2 separate regions of the Mus musculus genome follow, and region 2 is linked to region 1. A link is a contact called in public promoter capture Hi-C data. All regions are on one chromosome and are shown on one strand. The core of a region is the stretch at or near the end of the contact, and the rest is flanking DNA. Distances in the headings are between cores, read along the strand shown.

What was found. Promoter capture Hi-C pulls out the DNA fragments that hold promoters and counts their contacts.
Region 2: a contact with region 1 is called in a promoter capture Hi-C map of pre-B cells, with 2.3 times the contacts expected there. The contact joins the promoter of Rab29 here to the enhancer-like site in region 1. A contact is called at or near these places in 4 of 39 promoter capture datasets (the C10 cell line, HPC-7-derived erythroid cells, liver and 1 more) and 1 of 9 other capture datasets (liver).

Annotation. Positions count from the first base shown.
Region 1 is chr1:131,115,609-131,121,323 of GRCm38.p6, reverse strand. Gm51643 (a long non-coding RNA gene) reads right to left here. Exons shown (of 2, transcript XR_003947991.1): 2 at 5,417-5,715. Among named protein-coding and RNA genes, the nearest start is that of Gm51643, 5.7 kb to the right of the region's middle. Within about 2 kb of position 4,428, at least 38 of the 459 cell types and tissues checked have an H3K27ac peak or open chromatin away from gene starts, as enhancers often do. A contact at or near this core is called in pre-B cells, where this site is marked.
Region 2 is chr1:131,864,609-131,869,927 of GRCm38.p6, reverse strand. Rab29 (RAB29, member RAS oncogene family) reads right to left here and starts at 2,651. Exons shown (of 6, transcript NM_144875.2): 1 at 2,518-2,651; 2 at 2,153-2,409. The coding sequence starts at 2,276.

The DNA.
Region 1 (5,715 bases), core at 3,179-5,678:
AAATAAATAAATAAATAAATAAATAAATAAATAAAATAATGATAATAATAAATGATGCTTTTCCAACTAAAAAAACCAATGACAACAGATTTCCTGAGGCTTGCTCTCCTTCCTAAGGGTTTTGCCCCCCACTCTCTCAGCAGTCCTCCTTCCATACTTAGCTGCCAAAATCGTTTTATTTTTGCACACCGGGTTAGGAAAGGGGCAAAGGCTGAGGCTAGGAGGTTGAGCAGTGCCAAATGGGGCTTAAATGGAGAGAAAGCCCCACCCTGCCAGTTGGTTTGAGAAGAAGCCAGCAGGACATGATGGCACTGTGTGTCCTGCCTGGAGGCCAGCTCTGTGGGGAGAGGCTGGTTAAAGAACGCTCTGGGAACCTCCCAGCTCAGATGACTCTTCAAGCGTGAGAAACCTCACAAGTGAGGGTGCCGGTCCTTCTTTATGGGGTGGAGGGGGGCAAGAAATATAGTGAGAAAGAGCAACTCAGGTCAGGGAGGGAGCTTGCTGGTGGGATCGGCTCAAAGCTAGTGCAGGCTGGCACCAGGAGACAATGCTAACATGAGTGAGGGCAATGCGGATCAACTGTGGTAATTTAGGCAACTTAAAAGTTCCATGACCAAATCTTAATTTGGCCAGGGCAGTTGTTTTTGTAATACCAACATACGCACGCACGCATGGACGCACACACTATTCTGTCCTGGCTTTGCCCCCTGTTACATTCCTGTCGGCCCTCCCAACACCCAGCTCAGAATGTCAGAACCTATCTTCAGCAAATGGACACTCTCGCCTTCTCTGGCCCCTCCTGGGCCTCAGGATGGTGGACACTTCTCTTTCTGGGCCTCTGTTTTCAGCCTACCTCTTTAGGGAATCTAGGACAGCTCACCGTGAGAGGCTCCCAGGAGGTGTTATCTTCAGTCTTTGTACTGAAGACCCGGAACTAGGTTAAATGATTTCAAAAGCTGAAGCCCTCGTCCGGGGTTCACTGAGCTGCTGGGGAAGGAGCCTTGGGAACAGAGGCCCACTGCTGGGTTCCTCCTGGCAAGAGCCACGCACCTCAGGAATGCCAGCATGCTGTGCGTTGCCCTGCACGCGGTGGGTTGGCTGGATAGTGGCTGGAGGTCTCGGAGAGACAGAGAAGCTGCTCTCTACAGGGTGATGAGCCTTATGGAACGGAAGGCCGAGAGCAAGGGGGCAGTGCTGCAGTAGATTCAAGGAGCCATGGCTAGGGCTGGCGAGATGGCTCAGCGGGTAATAGCTCTGACTGCACATCTGAAGGTCCCGATCTCAAGTCCCAGCAACCACATGGTGGCTCACGACCATTTGTAATGGGATCTGACACCCTCTTCTGGTGTGTCTGAAGACAGCTAAGGTGTACATATATATATATATATGTATATATATGTGTGTGTGTGTGTGTGTGTGTGTGTGTGTATTTTTTAAAGGAGCCATGGCTAGCACAGAGGTCACGCATGAAAAGTCAGGGCCCATTGTCCAGTTCCTTACCAGAAGGTTGGATTTTTCAAGTTAGACTGGGCCTTCGCCCCACTTTCCCATCAAAAATCCAAACAAAACAAATGTAACGGTCAAATCCCTGATGTTTGCATATGTATCTGGCAAGGAAAGTATTGAAGGAGAGGAAAAGAATAATTTGATATTTTAGGAACTATTCTAACACTTCATGGAGATTGTGTCTAAGGCTAGGGACAAATGCCTGTTTTCTTGAGTTGGAGATTTAAGGGTTAAGTGGAGGTCTGGGACATAGGCAGACTGAGGGACACGAGGTCCTGGGGTATAATCAATAAACTTGTCAGAGGCAAGGGAGGGCCCATGGATGGTATGGAGCAGGTTATGTGGAGTCTGTGGAATGGAGCTGGGTAGAGTGTGGAAGATGCCCTGTAGATACTGGGCCTAATCCCTAAGAGGGGGCAGCTCAGAGACTATAGAATGTGGACCAGGATAGGAAACCCTTAAGGAATAGTGAAGGGGCTGGAGGGGTGACAGCTGGTGACTTGCTGCTCTCAAAGAGGAACAGAGTTCTCCTCCTGGCACCTGTGTTGGCATCCACATTGGGTGGCTCACGTTGGCTTATAATGCCAGGGGCCTGACTCCCTCTTCTGGTCTTCTCTGGCACTGACACACAAATGCATGTACCTGTGTGTGTACAGTGTTTGAGTGTGTCCACAGATACACACACACACATAGATAGAAATAAGATAAATCTTAAAAAAAATAGGCACCCTGATGCGCCCAAGGGCCAAGCACATAAGGAAGAGAGAGAGTTTGTTGGAATCCTGAGGAGCCCTGGCTGTGGGTGAGGATGTAAGAGAGGGCTGCCCACTCGCCAAAGCTTCACTCTGGTGGAGGAAGGAGGCCCTGCCGTCTTTGGGCTGTGTGGGGACCCAGAAGAATAAAGAACCCGATTTCACTTTCTCTCATCTTCACGCAACAGTAAGAATTCACTGGATTCATAAGCCTGGGAAGTTCAGCTCCATGGGCTGAACACACCTCCCACTCGCAGCAAGCCCTTATCCCACGTAGGCATAGAAGTCGGATGTGTTTGATAAGGTCTAATATTAGTCTGAGCAAACTTTTAGAAAACCACAGAGGCGGGAGTGACTAATAGCCTCAGGCAGGTGACTGCCGAGTAGTGCCCTTAACGAGAAGGATTTGTCATGCAAGGAAGGGAATTCCTGACACACAACTTGAAATGTGTAGGAACAGCAAAAAGCAAAAAAAAACGCTCCGGAGCTGCAGAGAAGGCTCAGGGTTTAAGAGGGTGTACTGTTCTTGCTGAGGACTGGTCTTCAATTCCTCGTGTCAGACAGCTCACAACCTCCTAAAACTCAAGTTCCGGTGCCTCTGGCCTCAGGGTCACCATCTCTCACGTGACTGTACACCCACAAAGACCCCCTCCCCAGTGTATGTGTGCAATTAAACCAAATAACAAAACTTTAAAAATGTGACAAAGAGTGGCCAGAGCAGAGGACGCAGGAGGAAGAGAAGCTGGAGAGGGGTTTAGCTTGCATCAAACAACATACCTCCAAGTAAGGAGCACGTCGGTTGTGCAGACAAGGAACCAGAGGGGGTCCTAACGTGGCAGTAGAGGGATGGCTTTTCCAATTCACTAGCAGGAAGCAATGTTTGCACAAGTACCATCCAGGACCTGGGATGGGATCCACCTCTCACCTCCCCATCCTCACTTCTACCACATACCCCACCTCTTACCCCCCCTCCTCACCTCTACCACACCTCCACCTCTCACCTCCCCATCCTCACTTCTACCACATACCCCACCTCTCTCTTCTCCCTCCTCACCTCTACCACACCCCCACCTCTCACCTCCCCATCCTCACCTCTACCACACCCCCCACCTCTCACCTCCCCATCCTCACCTCTACCACACCCCCCACCTCTCACCTCCCCATCCTCACCTCTACCACACCCCCCACCTCTCACCTCCCCTTCCTCACCTCTACCACACCCCCCACCTCTCACCTCCCCATCCTCACCTCTACCACACCCCCCACCTCTCACCTCCCCATCCTCACCTCTACCACACCCCCCACCTCTCACCTCCCCATCCTCACCTCTACCACACCCCACCTCTCACCTCCCCTTCCTCACCTCCTCTCTGCACAAACCTGTTGTCATCTAAAGCTCATCACAGCTCTGACTTGGCATCAAGCTGTCAAGGCTCACTGAGCTGAATGTGTCTCTGGTTCTAGGATGAGGTGGATCAAGAGCACCCAGGAAGCCTGTTTACTAGTCACTTTCAGGTACTATAGGAAAATGAGGGAGGCTGTGAACTTTATAAATGGGGGAGCTGTAAGTCAGGGAGCAGGGCAGTGTTGTATGTTGAGCTTCTGGCTGACACTCCTGGGTGAGTTAGCTCCATTACAGTTGTGACTTTGAGACAGAGAGATGTATTGATTAGACAGCACCTAGGGCCGAGGCTCGTCTTGCCTGTTCATAATGACCTCACACTAGACCAAATGAGGGGTTTGTGAAAGCAGCTGAAGACACAGCATCAGTGATCCAAGTGCACTCTCTCAAGGTCTCGGCGCCCGCCCGTTACCTTACTAGACTCGCAACACAGGAGGTGCCACACCTAAGCTGTATCTAAATCATAGCGTCCTTCCTCCAACTTTGGCCCCATCCTCAAACAGGACAACAGGAGAACCGGATGGACCCTGCCGAGGCAGGTGGGACTTGGGAGCTGATAATCCTAGAAACAGCATGCAGCTCCAGAGATTTTCAGTCTTCCTGGTGTTCTTTTCCAAACGTTGTGGCTATTCCCCCCAGGCCTGATAGCTGAAGAACACTAAAAATAGGCCAGCTCATTTCAATTTAATTAGCCATTCCTCTGAGATCGCCAGATGGAACGAAGCAAAGACAGATGCGCTGGGGGCATCAGAAGTGGGAGTCGGTTCTAAATGTGGTTTTTGTGAGCCCAGACAAAGGCACGCTGCAGCCTGCGGGGACCACAGTCTGGCTGTTGCTCCTAGGTGCTGGCCAGGCACTGGGGAGAGCTGGTGGGTGAGGAGGGTTGGTAGGGGGTCTGCGGCTGGGGCAGGGGCAGAGAAGAGGCTCCAGGCCTCGGGAAAGCAGGCTACTTCCTCCTCAGGCTCGAATGTGTGGTCCCTGTGGAGGCACCTGCTTGTCTAGCTCCCGTCTTAGGGGTCTGTGGACAGGAAACATCCCACAGCAAGAAAGGGTTGGGATTGCCGCCAAGTGAGGTGAGGACTCTATTTCTGGAGCCCTTAAGAGTGGGAGAAACTGCCAGTTCCCCGGGGTCAGATATTTTCCTTATCTGAAAACAGGGTGACGTGCACAAAGTAAAATCAGGCAGCTCTTGGACAAAAGGGGTGGTGGTGGTGGTGGTGTTAAAAGGCCCTTAGAGGGCTGGTGAGATGGCTCAGTGGGTAAGAGCACCCGACTGCTCTTCCGAAGGTCCAGAGTTCAAATCCCAGCAACCACATGGTGGCTCACAACCATCTGTAACAAGATCTGATGTCCTCTTCTGGAGTGTCTGAAGACAGCTGCAGTGTACTTACATATAATAAATAAATAAATCTTTAAAAAAAAAAAAAAAAAAAAAAAAAAAAAAGGCCCTTAGAACCCAGAATTTATGCCCTTAACCAGCGGCTTCATAGTGCATAAAAGACCAGCGGTGTGGAACAAGTGCTCCCCCTGGTGGTGCACATAGGGATAAGCTTACCAGACGCACTTCATTAGTTTATTCAGCCATTCTCTATGTGATACAGTTTGTTCCCAAAACTCCAAACAAACGAATATGAGCCTGATGTGTGAATTAAGGATCGATCTCAGCTCTTTCTAGTTTCCCCTCCCCCTTTCTTCCCTTCTTTTCCCCCTCCGCCCCTCATTGATGGTTAGTCCCAAGCCAAGGGCATTTTTCTCATTTTGCAGGCTCATGTGAGCTATGATTTCATTGACTCCAGGATGAAGGCTGTGTGTGTCACTTTTCCTTTTGGCTCTCCTCCAAGGAGAAGAAATGGCCTTTTGTAACACCTTCGTGCAGCTTAGCTGGAACCTGAAGAATTGCTAGATTCCATACCCATGCTCTGGGGAGGCTGGGAGGAAGGATATTAACCACTGACCGAGAGCTCTGCTTTTGGTCCTGATGCCAGGGAGTGGTCTTCTCTGCTCAAAGCCAGCATCTCTGGCATTCATGCCTGGTCCTGTACTCCATGCTCCTCC
Region 2 (5,319 bases), core at 1,402-3,901, 750 kb before region 1:
AATATATGAATATTGTACTTTAACAAAAACATGTCTTTACGATGGTTCTGAGAGTGAGATGAAGGCATTTGTGGCTAACCCTGACAACCCAAGTTAAATCCCTATAGCCCAAGCCTATAAACTGGCTTCTGACTTCCACAAGTATGTCACAGAATACATGTCCACACACACACACACACACACACACACACACAGTAAATGGTTTTTTTTTTTTTTTTTTTTTTTTTTTTTTTTTTTTTTTAGTCCTAGCACAAGCTCAGATCAAATAAATATACAGTGACAACCCCAGGATCACAACACTCCAATTAGGTTTAAACCTTCTGGCGATGGAGAGGAGCCCCCATGGTACATTTGTGTTGGGACACATAATCCGTACTCTCCAAACGGTCTTCAGTGTTTTCTCCTCTCTCAGATCAAATTATTTCACACTGATTATCTCCTTGGCTAGGATCAAGAAAGTTATGGGCATGGTTATGACCATTATTCCTGTTCTCAGGTTAAATGGTTTCTGGGATGTTTTTTAAGTGGGGGGTTCTCAAGGAAAGAATGGTGGGGGAGATGGAGGAAAGGAAGGTAAGGTGGTTAGCTTTGTATCTTCCATCTTAACTTCACTGTTAGTATCTAATCAAACAGTATTATGAGAAAATACAGTGAAAACCTCTGTATCCTCCTTAAGGCTATGGTATATGTCCAGCAGGTACTGGTTAAATGAACAAGATGGCAGAGGTTGAGACATGGATGCTGCTTAAGAGCTGTGCTGAATCCCCCACGGGTCTGCAGATGCTGAAACTCCATGAGGTTGGACTGAACAGCTATTCCAGGGGAACCTCCCAAAGTCGGATAGTAGAGCCTAGCTCCAACTTGAGATCCTCCTGCCTCAACCTCTTGAATGCTAGAATTAAAGGTAGAGACAACCACACTATGCTGGAAAAGCTACTTGTTAAGGAGAAACACAGAATAATTTCAGTTCAGAAACATATTCTTTCTTCTACATCTGTGACAGAAGTGAAAACGAGGGAGAATTTATAATAAACATTGGGAAAAACAAACAAAACTTGCCAGAATCAGTATGTTCATACTGTCGGAAAACAGTCCACTGGTAAAAATTAATTCACAGGACATTTTTAACCCAAAATCCATGAAATAAGGACTTGTATTTAGGAGTGGTGGGCAAAGTAGTCAGGAAACAGTTTTTGAAATATTCTATAAAGTTTTCATTTCAAAGAAAAGAGTTAATAAAAAAACTTTCACATGTAAATCTGTGTTGGTACAAATGTAATTTTATGTGCTGGGCGTGGTGGCGCATGCCTTTAATCCCAGCACTTGGGAGGCAGAGGCAGGCAGATTTCTGAGTTCAAGGCCAGCCTGGTCTACAGAGTGAGTTCCAGGACAGCCAGGGCTATACAGAGAAACCCTGTCTCAAACAAAACAAAATAAAAAAAACAAATGTAATTTTATTCTTTCACATTACTGTAACCTTGTTAACTACCTTCTCCTTGTGGTGGTGGTGGAGGTGTGTGTGTGTCTGTGTGTATCTGTGTCTGTGTCTGTGTGTTTGGGGTAGACAGACCGACAGGTGGACAGTTCAGCAGAGTCCAAAGGCCACACTGGGAAAGAAATGAATTTACTTTTAGTGCTTCTTTCTCTCTTCCTCCCTGCCTTCCCCAGTGCAAGAGAAGACGACAGGCCACTCGAGGGTATTTCACATTCTTTCGTGAATTCCTCACATTTCCCACTCAGTTCACTAATGACACCATAGGGCTCATCAGACCTGACCGGAATCTGTCCTCCAGTCTTCCCCACACCTCTGACTGCTTAGCTCCTGGGCTTTCCTCCTAAGGTAACGGGGTTCTTTCCTCAACACCCGTCGGATGCTGGTAGGAAGCAGGGTAACTGCCCCAGCCTGCACTTGAACCGGGACTCAGCTGACTTTGCTGACTGGAGAAGTTGCTCTGGGCAGCGCATGGCTGCGGGAGGGCTCTGCTCTCTGCGGTGAATAGTCCCCGGCTCAGACCCCTTCACCATCTCTCACCTGTATACTTTGGCCCTATCTTTGTAGGTAGGCTGGGGACCCCTTAGAGGCAACCTCGGTACCCAGAGGCTACCGGCTGCGAGCCTCGACCCCTGCTCCTAGTCACCCGTGACCGCTCACCTCCCACGGTGGACTTGTAGTGCTTGCTGAAGCTGTCCTGGGAGTAGCGCTGGACCAGAGACGTCTTGCCAACGGCGGCGTCCCCCACCACCAGCACTTTAAACAGGTGATCTCGGCTGCCCATGGCTAGTGGTGGGGAGAGGTTTTTTGATAGTTTGTTTTTCCGGGAAGTCGCTTATTTCAACCCCTTTGGCTCCCGGGTTCTCTTCCAATTGAAGTCAGGCATCTCCACCCTCGGTTGGTTGAAGCTTCTCTGACTGGAAAGCAGAAAAGGAAACTTTTGCACTCGGCCTGTGCGCGCTTCCTCCCCGCGCGGCCGCAGCCTGGGTGGGGCGGGTACCAGCTCGACCCTCCGCGATTGGCACCTTCCTTTCAGGGACCTCCGAGTCGCTCGCCAGCATTGAACCGTGGCCAGCACCTTGCTTAGAGAAGTACAGATGACTTAGACCCTTTCTCGGACCGCACACACAAAATTGAGGTTGTGCAGAGTCCTTGTCCGGTCCCCGTCCTGCCACTGGCGGCGCACTTCCCAGTCTTCCGTCAAAAACGTTGTGAGCCCCACTGCTCGGAGAACTACATTTCCCAGTGTGCCTCTTGGTAAAGCGACCAGACCAGTGTGGCGACTTGCCACGTACACTCTTGGGAAATGTAGTTTCCTAGCTATCTTGAGCAAATTTACATAAAAGTTTTAAGGTTTTCAAACTTTAAAGAATTTAGAAATCTATTTAAAAACAATTCTAAAGTTTGGCGTCGAAGCACAGGTTTGCAATCCAGGCCTTGGGGAGATGGAAATAGGAGGATCATAAAACCCTAGTTCATCCATCGTCTTCTGCAACAAGTGTGTTCAAGGACCCCTAACCCCACCACTTCCTCTCCCCAGAGCAAGACAAGAGATTGGAAGCAACTTTGGGTCACCCTGAACTACGTAGACCATGATCTCTCCTGTCTAAATCTTTCCCCCAGATGTTTTCTTAAAATCACATTTTAAAGATTTCTAGACGGCCTTTCTTATTAGCCATATTTTAAAGGTTTTATAACACAAAGATAAATGTCCAAGTTCCAAGTGAAGTCCATTTCCTGTTGTCTTAACTACAGAGTCAAATCTCGAGCCTTGTAAAGACAAGGTCAAATTTTCCATATGACCAATAACAGGCACATTTGGGGACATTTGACCCAAAAGATCAACCTTTTAAAAAAAATCTATGTCAAAAGTTACAACACTTAATAACTAGCTATAGCAATAACAATGCAGAATAAACAAGAGATAGTTCCTCATTGACACTTCCACATTTCTTACACCAGCCACGCATAGCGTTTGAGCACCAGGACATTTCCTTTTGTTGCTGCTATTAATTCTGAATACTCATAAAATGATTGGCAAATATTTTTACTTTTCCTACCTGTAATTTTTCTGTCCTGCCTGTCCTTTAGCTAGAAATTGTGGCTAGTAGAATAAGCTTCACTTTTTTCCCCTTTTGGCTGTTTTGTTGTTGTTTGTTTGTTTGTTTGTTTGTTTTTTGTTTGAGAGAGGATTTTCTGTAGCCTAAGTTGGTGTCAACTTCTGACAGTAGACCATAGAACTTGTGGTTCAATTGTAACAACATCCAGTTTTGTAGTTTTGGAGAGTAAATCCAGGCATGCTAGGCAAGTCCTCTACCATCGGAGCTACATCTCCAGCCCTCCTCCTCCTCCTCTCCCTCCTCCTTCTCCTTCTCTTCTTTCTTTTTTCCTTTCGACAGAGTCTATGTAGCCCAGGCTGGCTTTGAGCTCCAGATCCATTTGCTTCTGTTTCTGCTTCTACTCCCTCCACTGGAATGCATGCACACAGTATGCAGCTTTGTGTGTGTGCTCATGTGCGCAAGCTCGTACACATTTGGGGCTGGTTTCTTCCACTACTCTCTCCCTTCCTCTCTCTTAAAAACTGGAAATTTAAAGTTAGTAAACAAAGTAATACCTTCCATTACAACATTTCCATATAACTCCCCCCCCTCGATGTTCTTTGTTCTAATCACCACGTTTGCCAGTCCTCTCTCCTCCACTCACCTTTAAGGATTGCGTTAGTTGTTACTGCTTTGCCATTGTTCAACACTCTTTGGCATTTATTGCCTTGTGCTTCTGTGCTGCTGTTTCTTCTGGTGATCACTTTTTAAATTTTCTTTTCTGGGATCTCCCTATCCTATCCCTTTAAACATTTCCTAAGGATTGGTCTCTGGGTTAATTATTCTATAGTCTTTAAGTCATGGCTTCAAGTATATCTGTTTTCACTTTATTTGTTCTTTATATATATATTTTTTGTTTTTTGTTTTTGTTTTTGTTTGTTTGTTTGTTTTTCGAGACAGGGTTTCTCTGTGTAGCTCTGGCTGTCCTGGAACTCACTTTGTAGACCAGGCTGGCCTCGAACTCAGAAATCCGCTTGCCTCTGCCTCCTGAGTGCTGGGATTAAAGGCATGCACCACCACGCCCAGCTTTATATTTTTTTAAAGATTTATTTTATGGTTGCTGTCTTCAGACACACCAGAAGAGAGCATCGAACCCAATTACAGATGGTTGTGAGCCAGCATGTGGTTGCTGGGGATTGAACTCAGGACCTCTGGAAGAGCAATCAGTGCTTTTAACTGCTGAGCCATCTCTCCAGCCCACTTTATTTGTTCTTTATTTCCAAATAATTATGTTCAGTATTGAGAAAGGAACCTCCACTTGTGCAGATCCACCGCAGCCTTCCTTTTACACATCACTGCAAAAACTCCTTCCTCATCTCTTCCATCATTAAGGGTGGCAGCCGTTAGCCTCATCTTTCATGTAGAATTCATATTTGGAGCATTATTAATTCTTTGTTGTTGTTGTTGTTGTTGTTTTCGAGACAGGGTTTCTCTGTATAGCCCTGGCTGTCCTAGAACTCACTCTGTAGACCAGGCTGGCCTCGAACTCAGAAATCTGCCTGCCTCTGCCTCCCGAGTGCTGGGATTAAAGACGTGTGCCACCACGCCCGGCTATTAATTCTTTTTATATACATCCATTCACCTCAATCACTCCTTTTAAAAAGTTAGTCACCACATCCTTATTCTTTTTTATTTTATTTTAAATTTATTTTTTACACTCCATATTCCATTCCCAGCCCCACCCCCATCTCCCCTCCACTGACTGCTTCACATCCCACACCTCTTCCC